Linked DNA regions of Hordeum vulgare: regions 1 and 3 are each linked to region 2. Evidence: chromatin contacts called from public Hi-C data. All regions are on one chromosome and are shown on one strand. The core of a region is the stretch at or near the end of the contact, and the rest is flanking DNA. Distances in the headings are between cores, read along the strand shown. Region 1 holds the start of LOC123447077 (transcription factor ILI3). Region 2 holds the start of LOC123449567. Region 3 has its middle 18 kb from the start of LOC123449571.

Region 1 (4,226 bases), core at 1,067-3,566, 510 kb before region 2:
TCGATGTAGTACTATATAGTATACTGTCTGTAGCTCTGCACAGGCCGAGAGATTTTGACTTAGGCTATCAAATCGAGAACAAAAGCTGGGGATACACCTGCACAGTCCGTGATATCGGAGAAAGCAAAACCGTGGGCGCCATCACAGTGGAAACGAGAGCAATCCCTTCCACTGGAGACGACGATGTAGATACGGACAATGAAAGCCCACACTGTGTAGGCGCTTGCAAGTGCGTGCTGGTCTCTGAAAACGCATGCAGGTGACGGAATGCAAGTGTTTTCTATTTGTAGTAAATGTTTATGACCCACTTCGAGCATGACACGTCTCTAAACCAAATTAGTCAGAAGGAAACGCCAGCGATCCCATGCTTTGGCTGCTGATCATCGGACGGCTCTCGTTCGTGCACTGCCATGTCGATAGACTAGTTGGTTTGGAGGGATCCGACGCCGTGCTTGATTGTGGAGATCTTGTACGCGAAAAGTTGACACTTCATGGGGCCAAGTTCGGAAAAGAAGAAGACACCTCCTGTTCCTGGGGCTATCACTCAAGGAGCCTCGGACCCAGCCAATTTTTTTGACCATCCAGTTTTTTTTTACATACTTCAGTCACATATGCTGATATACATTTGCATTTTATCTTTATGAGCACTTTGGAATTACTTAGCTGACACACATCTTAAGTTTGATGAAACCAGTACATGCATTTTGTAGTCGACATGAACGTCTTCTCACATTGAATAAATATTGTCAAAAACATAAAATAAATATGGAAAAATTATAAACACCAATATCAAGTCTAGCAAGAACTTAGACCCTAATGTGAGGTACGCTCAGTACGCCTTTGACCCTCTAGGTAATAGAGCTCTTGCACCATGGAAAGTCGCGCTCATTTTTATACTTACAAGTACACCGACTATTTCGATTATATACATGCGCACGTACGCCCCCTAGCTCGCACGAGAGGTTCTTCATTTTTCTATGTGGCACTTGCACGTTGCTCCAAATAACTTGACCGTACGTACGTAGTACTACTAGTAAAGTAGTAAGTTATACAGACCGTTTTACTGCCAGAACCCTTTTTGCAATTAAACTTTCTGCCTTCTATAAAAATGTGGTACTCTTGAAAAAAAAACAATTAAACAGATAGTACAAAAATAGACAGTTCTCCGTAGTCCACGGTCGTGGTTAAGCTAGCTATGCATAGCTACTAGCTTGTCCGTTGGAAAACAGAGACAAAGCTAGCAATAGATAGTACTACAAAACAGCACCTCTATAGGTAGAGGATGCACCTAAGCTACTACATGCCTACAACACAACACCACAGACACACACGTCTACAAGCTAGAAAACATACATATGCTAGCTAGTAGTAATTCAACATGGAGTAGTAATACACTCAGATAATCGGTAGAAGTGGCACCATATATATTATTAACCTCTACCAACCTGGTGCATATATCAAACACAATGGAGTATACCGGAAGCCAGGCCCTTCCCTGCTAAATGAGGGCCTCACAAGCACACACACAACGACGTACCAGGAGACGGAAACGGGGGAGCAGGAAGGAAAAGAAACAAGAAGCAGCTAAAAAATGCTATGCCTTCCTTGTTGTCTTCTCTTCTCTTGTCTTGTCTCCTCGTCTCCCTCTTCGGCCGATGAATTGGAGCTAATATATATGTAGCTACTGCCTAGTGGCCAAGTTGGATGGAATCCGGCTAGCGGAGAAGGCTCCGGATGATCTCGGCCTGCGGGCTGGTTTCATCCAATGTGGACATTAGTTCAGACAGCCTGTCGGAGAGGTCGTCGACCTCCTGGTGGAGGCTCTTGATGTAGCCGCACGTCTCCTTCAGCAGCTTCGACGCCGACGACTGCGCAGCGTAGCATAGCATTCATGTCAGGAACAGCGAAGAAGAAAAAGAACAGTGTTAATCCTTCTCAGACTCGGCGGCGCCGCCGTGACGAAATGTGCAGTCAAAGCCGTAGTCCGGCCAGTGACAGTGCGCTGCACAGACGTACGCATGGAACAGGCAACTGATCACGGGAGGACCAATGCGCGCTTGTCTAAGTACGTACCCGGCTCGCGGAGCGGCGGCGGGAGGATTCCGGGAGCAGGGCCTGAAGCTTGGAGATGAGCTCGTTGATCTCCTCGTCGGTGATCCTGCCACGGCGGCTTGACATCTCTCTTTTGCTGGCTCTGATAGGGCACAGCTGGTGTATGCGTTGGTAGTTAGCCTTAGCTGGTGATTCAGCCGATGGTGCGCTTGGGTGTGTGGGTGTGATGGTGAGTGTCTAAGTGAGACGGGAGCAGAGGGAACGAGGAGGTAGGCAGGGAGCGCAGCCGGGGCGGCTATTTGAAGGAGAACGGGGCAGAGATCGTCTAGCACATTGATAGCGAAAAGAGGCCACGGGCCCACTGAGCCTTCATTCAGGCCCGGGCTCCCGACACTGGCCCCAAAATGACCAGGCCCGGGCTACCGACACTGAAGGACCCAGAATGATGACCAGGCCCGGCCCATGGGCTCCAGAGAGTCCTGCGAGGACCCCAGGGCCGGGGCACCATTGCTCCTCTGTCCTCTGTGATTATGATTTCGAGCAATGTGTGCCAGTCAGCCAGAGTTAATATCGCAAGTAAGTGAGAGCATGTGTAAAAGAAAAGTTGTAAGTAAGAGCATCTCTGACTCTGGCGAAGCTAAACATGAGTTGTGCAGTCCATAGAAACAGACTTTTTTGCAAAAAAACATCCTGCAATAAATAGACATCATGCAAAAAATATCGTAAAAAATGCATACTCTTGACTACACAAGTTTCAGTTGACTACACATGATTGAATTTCTGACACCACACTGTTTGTGGCACTTTGGGTAAAAAGAACCGGTATTTATATCTATATAGTGTAAAAAAAAATTGTTTACATACTTCAGATGGTACTCATACTATGATACCACTTTCATTAAATTAATGGTTGCGTGCATCACTTAGCTTCTTTTCAACTACTCCCTCCATTTCTAAATATAAGACCTTTTAGACATTTCACTATAGACTAAATACGAAGCAAAATGAGTGAATCTATACTCTAAAATATGTCTATATACATCCGTATGTAGTTTATAGTGAAATCTTTAAAAAGTCTTATATTTAGAAACAGAGGAAGTACATATATCACTCTTTGAGGCATCCAGGGTGAAGAATTAACTTATTCTTCACCCTAGCCGTTTCCCCGAGCCATAATTTCATGTCACTCTTTTTTTACATGCAAAACGGAACTTTCTAGCATGCATGTTTTAAAATTACCTTAGTTTCAATATAAAATACCTAAATAGCTTTTAGTATTATATTATCGTATTATATTACCCCACCATATATATTATCATATGCTTAATGTAACTTTATATCATGCATGTTGTAAAATTACCTTACATTTTTTTTGTACTACGGAAGACAAACTTCCATTCTCAAGAGTGTAAAATTAGCTCAAGTCTAAACTTTTTCTTACATTTTTAAGTCATAGTCGTGGATTGGACTAGGTGAGGAATAAGAATCCTTCATCCAGGGTGACGAATAGCGTGATCCTATATATATGTATGGTGTAACTTCTTTTTGCAGACACCTTAAAATTTACAACAAGCACCTCTAGCGGTCGCCCTAAAATAAAAAATGACGTGGCAGGAACCTAACACTCGCCGATCGTCATCCCCCCATGTCGATTCGCTTCTCACCGCTGACGTGACTTTGTCGGCCACCCCTAGCCCCGTCGTTTGAGACGTTCGCTAGGACCCACACTAGTTCTTGGCCCGCCGCGGGACGCTATAGTTGCCACAACCAGTGGCGGAGCTTGGTATAAATTGCTAGGGGGGCTAATGCAAAAACATGAGTATTTTGGGGTGTAAACTGCTAAAAAAACTCATCTAAGCCCTTCCCTAAAAATATTCCTCAGAGTTTGGTCCAAGGCGGGGGGGGGGGGGGTGGCGCCCCCCCCCCCCTCGTCCTCAACATAGCTCCACCAGTGGCCACAACATCGCCGCCGCCCACCATGTTGATGAGCGGCCATTGCGACCACCATGTGACCGTTGGCGAGCCACTGCTCCTTGTCAAGGGCTCGACCTCCGTCGGCGCTCTACGAATTTGGCCATATCCGATGGCTCCCCTCTAGCCCAGCCACATTCATGCCGTCTTTCCTTGACCTTTGGTGATCTCCGCCGGACAAAATCAAGCTCGACACTAGCCGA
Region 2 (4,025 bases), core at 923-3,422:
GAATAATTCATGTACGATACGGGTAGTACTACGTACGTGCTTGCTCCTCAGAGGAAAACCTGCCAAAAAAAAAAACTACTACCACCACCACCGCGGTCCGGTACACCGCGCTTTTTTTTTTTGCCGGGGCGGGCCGGACCCCGGGCAAGATGGACAGGCACAGGCAGAGCGGTAGGGCTGTGGTGGTACGTACGTCCTGCAACGCTGATCGGCCGATGCAGGCAGGCATGGGCGCGGCGGGCTCTGAAACTCTCGGCTCTCAGGTGCGTGCGTCCTCTGGATGGCAGATCTTGGATGGAAATGCAACGGCTGGGCAGACGGATTCAATGGGGTTGGTCGCTCCTCTCGTCCTCCTCCCTGAATCTCGATGGGCTAGCATAGCATAGCATAGCATAGCATGCCCATGGCCGGGGGCGGGGCGTGGTCCTGCTGAGTGAGAAGGAACGTAGCGGGGAGGGATACATGCGTGCGTGAGCGCTCCCGCGTGGACCGGCAATAAAGGCGTGTACCGCCACCACGCCGCTACCACTCTGCTGTCCGTTTGCTCCGGCCTGCAGCTGCGGCTAGCTGCTCTCCTCTCCTCGCCTCGCCTGGCACTGGCAGCAGCAGCAGCAGCAGCTGATGGTGATGGTGATGGTGATGGTGATGGTGATGATGATGATGATACTAGCACGGGCACGGCCACCACACCGACGCCGTCTTGGACGGTAGCTCCATCCGTCCACGGAGGAGTGCGGTGAGTCATGTGTGTGTAGCACGTACGCACACGAGGTGTGACGAGGTCGCTGGCGTCTGGTCATGTGGCCTGGCTGGCGCCCAACTGGAGACTGGGTTCACGACGAAAAGGGTCTGGATTCATCTGGCCTTTTCGCTGCCCGCCGCCGTCTCCGTCCGTCTGTTGGAGGGATGGGGACGCGCGCACGCATGTACGTACGTACGTGTGGTGCGACGGCGGTTGGGTGGGTGGGTCGTTGCGCCGTGGCTCTTGCCCGGTCGCGCTCGCGTCGCACGCGGCTGCGGTCACCGGCGCCACGCTGGGCCGCGTTGAATCCTTCAGCCCGGAGCTCTCTCACACGAGGAAAAAAGAACGAGCTTTCACATGGGCTGCCCACGTAGCGGATCTGAGGCCCATCCTGCAAACTCTCTCAGGGCCGTGTGTGTTTGGTATCCGGGAGTCGTTAGTTAACGAGCGTTTTATTTAAAGCCTTCCAACGAGTATTCCAGCACGTCGTCACTTGGCGTGTTTACATCCGTTATTACGTCTAGTGCTCTGAACGCTTCCTACAAATTTTATTTTATATTTTATTTTTTCGCATGTATTTTTGGCTTTTTAGATTAGTTTTCTTGAGTTTTTGCTGTTTCGCAATACCATGGTCGTGCATCTCAAAAACGGGAAAACGTGTTTTCTGTTTTTGCAAGAGGTACGGTTTTGCTTTCGTGAAAGACACGATTTTACCTTTCGAAAAGAAAAAAAACGTATTTTCTGGGGGTTTTTTCGTGAGAGACACGATCGTGCCTCTCAAAAAGGAAACAAATGTGTTTTCTGTTTTCTTTTTTTGCGAGAGGTACAATTTTACTTTCGCGTGAGACATGGTTTTGTCTTTATGAGAGACACGCACGTGCCTCTCGAAAAGAAAAAAAACATTTTTTCGCGAGAGGCATGATTTTGCTTTCATGAAAGGCAAGGATTTGCCTTCATGAGAGGCACATCCATGCCTCTTGAAAAGGAAAAACTGCGTTTTCTGTTTTTGTTTCTATCTCGGAGGCATATATTTTTTGGTACGGTTTTTTTTATGAAAAAAAAGTTTATTAAAACCCATCAACATGGGATCTAGTTTTTAAGATCCCGACGCAATAAATCCAACGGCGAAAACGATTCGTAATTTGGACGCACGGTTTAAAAGATAAAACGTTTTAAAAAAACGAATCTACAGAAAAAAGATAAACTTTTAGGTTAAGACAAGTGGTACATATGCAATGCGTCATTTGTAACAACCTGAAGGGTAAAATCTTTCAAACGAATACTCCCTAATTAATGATTTCGTTCGTATCCAAACTACCCAGCAAGCTCCTAAAAGAATCTGGCCCATTTTAGCCCAGTTCAAGCCCACTCTCTCTACCCCACCCCCGCCTTCGGCCCCGGCGGAGAAGCGTCAGTGCGGCCGCGCCCAGATTGCTTCCGCCGTTGCTCTCCCTCTCCCGGCCTCTCTCTCTGCCCCTCTGCCCGCCAGTGGCGCTCTGTTTCGATCCTATGGCGCACCCCCACCCCCCACCCCCCAACCCTACCACGCTCTCCCCCAAAATGTCGCGATCTCCCGCTAGGGTTTCGCTGTAAGTTTCCCCTTCCTCCTTCGTACAATCTGGTGTTCTTGTAAATCGGCACTCTGCTTTTCTTATGGTGGTGGTAGAGATATATTTTGGCGCCTATGATTTGGTTTACTTTCGTGCTTAGTTCGCTAGAGCTACGCCTGTGCTTGCTGCCCGCAAATTGTCGATGCTGCTATGCTGCAGCTACCATTTCATCCAAATACTGTTGCTGCGCTTGTATAATTAATCCCATCCCATGCCTAGCTGCTTACGTGCTTGCGTTAATGCCCTATGTTGGTAGAGAGACCCTAATGATCAGGATGTTGATCATGGCCTATATTTATTAATAATGCTAGTAATAGAGAAAGGAACGGAGCCCCCAGACCGCTTCATAAATTTGATATAAGTCCAGTACAAAGAGTGAGATGGCCATGCTCGGAAATTGAAAAAGGTCTTCCTTGGTAATTGAATGGATCAAGTGCCTTTTCTAAACTCTGGGTGTGTCCACACAAACAAAGCATTCAGGAAACTTAATATGTCAGTTGCAGGGCCAGTTTGATTTTAATTGGTGCTTGCAAATGATTGCTTGATCCAACTTCAAAAAGACTTTCTTGTTGTATTAGCAAATTTGTATATGATCTGCCTTTTTGTTCGTTAGGGAATCATGTGTTGGTGCACCTTTAATGAGATATATAGTAGGAAGCGAAGACTAAATGATATATTCAGACTACCTACCTTTGTTAAACAAAAACTAAACGATATATTCAGATGGCCTAGTTTCTTTGTAACTAACATTACTGTGTGAATTCTGGTTCTGCAAGTGCTATGTGCTTTAACCTTAGAAATACTTAACTATGTTGCTCTACAGTCTAGATGCTGGGCTGGTACATTTAGCTCTATTTTACTTAAGAAGCTATACATTGGAGATTTAGCTACCGACTTGGAACGTCCCCTGACCTGCAGTAAGAAGCTACTGCGTTGGTAGATTCAGCTACTGAAACCTCCAGTGACCTGCAGTATAGATTGCATTTAACAGTGCTGTTGAACCTGCAGTATAGATCACGGGTTCAGGGAACTTCTTTCTTGTAAACAAATGTAAAGGTTCATTTACTAGTTATCCAATCATTGAGAATCAAGCTTCTCTGATTTTGAATCTGAATATGTGGTAGGTTTCGTGTAAAGGGGAGCTTGTTTGCATCCAGAGATACATTACGCTGTACATAGGCTGCAATGGATCCGTGGAGGCGATCCCTTTCCATCTAAAAACACATAGGCTGCAATTATCTCTCAGTTCACTCTCTTCTATTCTATTCAGCCTGTACTACCCACTCACAAAACAACATTTGGGACTACCAACGCCATGGCTACAGTATCCCTCTAAATAACACTTTTGTACTTGATAAATTACCAGAATGTAACTATCCCCCGTTTTCTGGAACCAACCATGTTCACATCTATGATCCATGACTAAAATTGCATTAGTAAACTGAAATGCATGGCTTACTTGGTGAAAATGATTCTTGAATTTAGATTCACCTGTTGAACTAATTCTCAATTTTGGACCTCTTGATACACATGAAACAAAATAGATTGAGATATAAATTATTGAAAGAACACACACTTATTTACTAATCAAGTATTTGAACATGTAAAATAGGTATACTGGTCGCACCAGAACCGAAAATTGTAGCCAAATACTTAAAAGATGTTTGCATATT
Region 3 (4,244 bases), core at 771-3,270, 630 kb before region 2:
CAAAAAAAGAAAACATGTTTTTTTTTCGTTTTCGACAGGCACGACCATGCCTCTCGCAGTGGCAAAACCGTGCCTCTCGCGGAAACAAAATTATGCCTCACGCAAAAAAACACGCATTTTCCGTTTTTAAGAGGCACGACAAAATCGTGCCTCTCACAAAAGCAAAACCTTGCTTCTCGTAAATAAACATTTTTTTACTTTTTTTTGAATATTTGTTTTGTGAGAAAGCTAAGAATGACCGGTAAAAAACAAAAACAAAAGAAAATCAGATTTTTGTTCTAAAAAGCAGAAAACGCGTGTGAAAAGTTTAAAAAACAAAATCTGGAGGGAGCGCTTCGAGCGCGACCTGTGGCGGGAGCTGAAAACGCGTCAACTGACGACGCGCGGGGGTGCTCGCTGGGAGGCTCCCGGAAAAGCGCTAGCTAACTAGTGGCTACCGTCGCACCGTGTTAATTGGGATTCGCCTGATGGGCCGACCCATTTTAATTTTTTCGTTCGAAAAAAATGCCAACACGCACACACGCTACTCCGTGTTGGACCGGCCCACTTAAATTTTTCCAAATGCCTGGGTTTGGTGCACGGACGGGTAACCTAAGCCGGTCCACGGCCGCGCCCTCTCGAGCCCTATCGTCGCGCCCTCGTGAAGCTCCTGTGTCGCCGCGCCCTCTCGAGCCCCACCGCCGTCGCACCCTCGTCAAGCTCTACCGCTGCCGTGCCCTCTCGAGTCTCACCGACGCGCCCTCTCGAGCCTCACTGTTGTGCCCTCATTGAGCTCCATCGCCGCCGTGCCCTTTCGAGCCCCACCGTCGCGCCCTCGTCAAGCTCTGCCGCTGTCGTGCCCTCTCGAGTGTCACTGATGCGCCCTCTCGAGCCTCACTGCCGCGCCCTCATTGAGCTCCATCGCCGTCGTGCCCTCTCGAGCCCCACCGTCGCGCCCTCGCCAAGCTCCCCCGCAATCACGCACTCGTTAAGCTTCATCGCCTCTGGTCTGGTAAAGCGCCGCCGCCGGCTTCGTTCACTCTTCCCCAAGCACTGCACGTCGGATCCAGCCATCGCAAAGCGAGGATCCACCATCTGCAGTCATCGAGCCCTGGATCCCGGAGCCCAACACTGCCGCCCGATCCACGTTCCTTCCTGATTTCAGCTATATTCTAAAAACCTGCATGTACAACTATATTTTGAAAATAAGAACATTTTTTGAAAATACGAAGAATTTATTGAATATGCAGAACATTTTAAAATAGTTTTGAATTACAGGAACACAATTTTTTTGAAACACGGACATTTTACGTAAGTAGTGAAAAAAAGCAAGAACATTTTTTGAAATTTGTGGACACTCTTTGAAATACAAACATTTTATGAAATCCCCGAACATTTTTCCAAACACGGACAATTTTTATAAATCCAAAACAAAAGATGAACATTGTTTCCAATTGCAACATTGTGTCGAAAAACTTGAAATATGAGAAAATTTATTGAAAACGAAAGTTCACAAATTTAAAAATTGGAAACATTCTTTTGAAAGCGCGAACATTTGTCAGAAAGATGAACATTTTTTTAAATTGCGACATTGTGTTGAAAAAGTTGAATATTTTTAAATAGACAAACAGTTTTTTGAAAATACGGGCATTTTTTAAAAATGAGGACATATACACATCAAAAACATAAAAAATATAAACATAGAAATAGAAAAAAACGAAAAAAAACCAGCGAACTAGTCCGGCCCGTTGAGCGAAAAATTCAATCCCGACTATCCTTTATAATCCCGGTTTGACAAATAATTTCAGGGTTCAATTCAGATGAAGATTGCATAATTCAGGATACAATCGATAATTTTTTTTATCTTTGGGATTCATTTTCGCCGAATCTCTACGAATTCAGTATTTAAAATTGACATTTTTCTCGAAAATAGAATACACGTGTTGATCGGCATGGCATACCTAGGCGTATACCCGATAGGCCGATACGGGCCTGCTCTTCTACCGTGGTCGCTGTAGCCGGTCCGGCTGGCAGGGTCTTAATTAGATCTCGGCAGGCAGCAGAATCAATGGTTCACCAGTCCGTCCCCCCTCGTGCCCGGGCCATGTCCTGCGCCGGGCGCGACAGCGGGCCAGCCGCGGCGCCGGTCCGGGAGACTAGATCCGACACCGTCGACGCGCCCATGCTCTCGCTCGCCTCGGTCAATGGCGCAGGGCGTCGCGCGCCATACCGCCACGGCCGCGCGCGCGTCCTGCACGCACGCAAGCGCGGCGCAGCTTCCACCACGTACATGCGCGCGCGCTCCGTCAAGGTCGAGCCACCTTTTCGCCGTCGCTTTCCGTTGCCGACGAGTCGCCCTCGGTCGTCCAATGAAACGAACAGAAGGGGCCGTCCTGCGGTGTCTCGCGGCGCCGGTGCAGGACACCGGCCCGGACGCGACGCGCAAGCCTACAAACGCTGTCCTTTGGAAAGTCCTTGCTCGGGATATTTTTCTTTCAGACGTCCTGTTGGCTGTTGCCAAGGAGCGTGCGCGTCCCATGGCCATGGTGGCTTGCTTGCCGCTTGCTTGGCCATGACGCTCGCTTGCAGCGCAAAACACAGGCGTGATGAGTTTATTAGTTCAGTCGGGCCGCTGTGCCGGATAGCTACATGCATGGTCCAGACCGAGTGAGGCACAGGGAGAGCGAGAGCGAGATCTGTGTGGGTGGTGGTCAGGACCATCTCTCCTCTCCATCTATCTATCTCATCACTCATCGGCATTCAGCAACGCCAACGCGTGCCTGTGTCCGTCCGTCCGTGTTGCCCGCCCGACCGACGGACTGGCCGGCCGGCCCCTACGCGCGCCGGGACAGATTCGCCTTTTATGAGCAGCTGCCGTGCCGGATCCAACGGTACGCCGACAGCGACCCCGCCGGCCCTGCACAGTACGTACCACCGCCGGACCCCTGCTGTCCGGCATGCAGGCAAGTGGATCGCCGGGAAAGGGAGGAAGCCAAACCAAAACCAGCCCATCGACCCCCGGCCACCACCTGCCAGTCCACCCGCCGGCCGCCGGTAGCTGCAACAGTAATAGCGACCACGGCCGTACGTGCACCTCCCAGATCCGACCGACTCCTTCTCATCATCGCATGCCACGTCTCTTTTTTTTCTTTCTGACAGGACAGGCTCCGCATGAAGGTGCACGTCACACCATCCCGCACCACACATGAGATGCAAGGTGCGAGTACACCGTGCCGGCCGGGCGTGCATGCGTTCCTCGTGCACGTCTCGTACGCCATTGCCATAGACCATACATGTAGATAGAGTAGTAGAGTAGAGTATAATGCGCACGAGCCACCGGGCAGTTTGCTGGAATTCGCTTCGCTGCACTGGCTAGCTAGGGACGGACGTACACGTGGATGGAGTAATAGATTAGCACTAGTTCACCCGTGGCTTGTGGAGTTGTGGGATTCGCAGCTCGCCGATGTGTTGACCGGCCTGACAAGACAAGTGAAGCACATTTCTAGGCGGAGACTGAGACTGGACAGGGGCACCGCACCGCACCGGCCGGGCTGGCTTCACGTTGCAGACAAAAAGTTTGTTTCCTCCACGAATCGCTCCCTCGGAGCCGAGACCGTTTCCATGCCTTGCTCCCACAGACACACCCGCACGCAAGTCAGTCTTGGGGCGGATGCACGCATCTCCGGCTCTGCTTTCCACGCACGTACCTGAACCTGAACCTCAACACCGGCGGGTGGCCCTTCCAGGGTTTTGGAACTCATAAACAAACAGCTAGTTTCAGCTAGTTTATGCGTCTCTCTCAAGTGTTTCTACTCCGGAGTTTTTTTTCTTTTGCAGGAAATCTACACCGGAGCTCAAATGCACTTTCGTTACAATAAAATTTAAGAAATATGATACTTTTTGGGTCACGATTTCACCACACGTGCGGGCGTTAAGGGGGCCTTACCGCACATTTCGTGTGGTGTCTGCGTAAAACAGCCTTCACATCTTCGTACGGGCAAAATAGTGAACCCTCGCACGTCCGGGTATCCAGCTCGTTGCCCGCACGTCCTGGCGTCCCATCTGGCGAAGATCGGGTGCGGTTAGAATCAAGGGGAGGTGGGGAAGGAGGTGTGTGTGGGGGTATGGGGAGGGACAAGCGAAAACATAGTTTTTCGTTTGGGGATTGGGGAAAAAATTGCCGTCCATCTTTGCTGTGAGTTGCAACCCGGTTATAGAAGTTCTTGTCGCCAAATGCCCAGAAACCAGCACTTGTCATGTAATTA

What was found. A called contact is a pair of places that touch in the nucleus more often than the background predicts.
Region 1: a contact with region 2 is called in a Hi-C map of leaf, with 3 times the contacts expected there. The contact joins the promoter of LOC123447077 here to the promoter of LOC123449567 in region 2. A contact is called at or near these places in 2 of 6 Hi-C or Micro-C datasets (leaf and seedling).
Region 3: a contact with region 2 is called in a Hi-C map of seedling, with 3 times the contacts expected there. The contact joins the enhancer-like site here to the promoter of LOC123449567 in region 2. A contact is called at or near these places in 3 of 6 Hi-C or Micro-C datasets (leaf and seedling).

The regions. Positions count from the first base shown.
Region 1 is chr4H:565,810,197-565,814,422 of MorexV3_pseudomolecules_assembly, reverse strand. It overlaps LOC123447077 (transcription factor ILI3), which reads right to left and starts at 2,316. Exons shown (of 2, transcript XM_045123643.1): 1 at 2,074-2,316; 2 at 1,401-1,868. The coding sequence starts at 2,178. The coding sequence ends at 1,716.
Region 2 is chr4H:565,296,298-565,300,322 of MorexV3_pseudomolecules_assembly, reverse strand. It overlaps LOC123449567, which reads left to right and starts at 2,172. Exons shown (of 5, transcript XM_045126832.1): 1 at 2,172-2,331. The coding sequence starts at 2,252.
Region 3 is chr4H:565,923,672-565,927,915 of MorexV3_pseudomolecules_assembly, reverse strand. It overlaps the pseudogene LOC123450766. Among protein-coding and RNA genes, the nearest start is that of LOC123449571, 18 kb to the left of the region's middle. Within about 2 kb of position 2,020, at least 3 of the 3 cell types and tissues checked have open chromatin away from gene starts, as enhancers often do. A contact at or near this core is called in leaf and seedling, where this site is marked.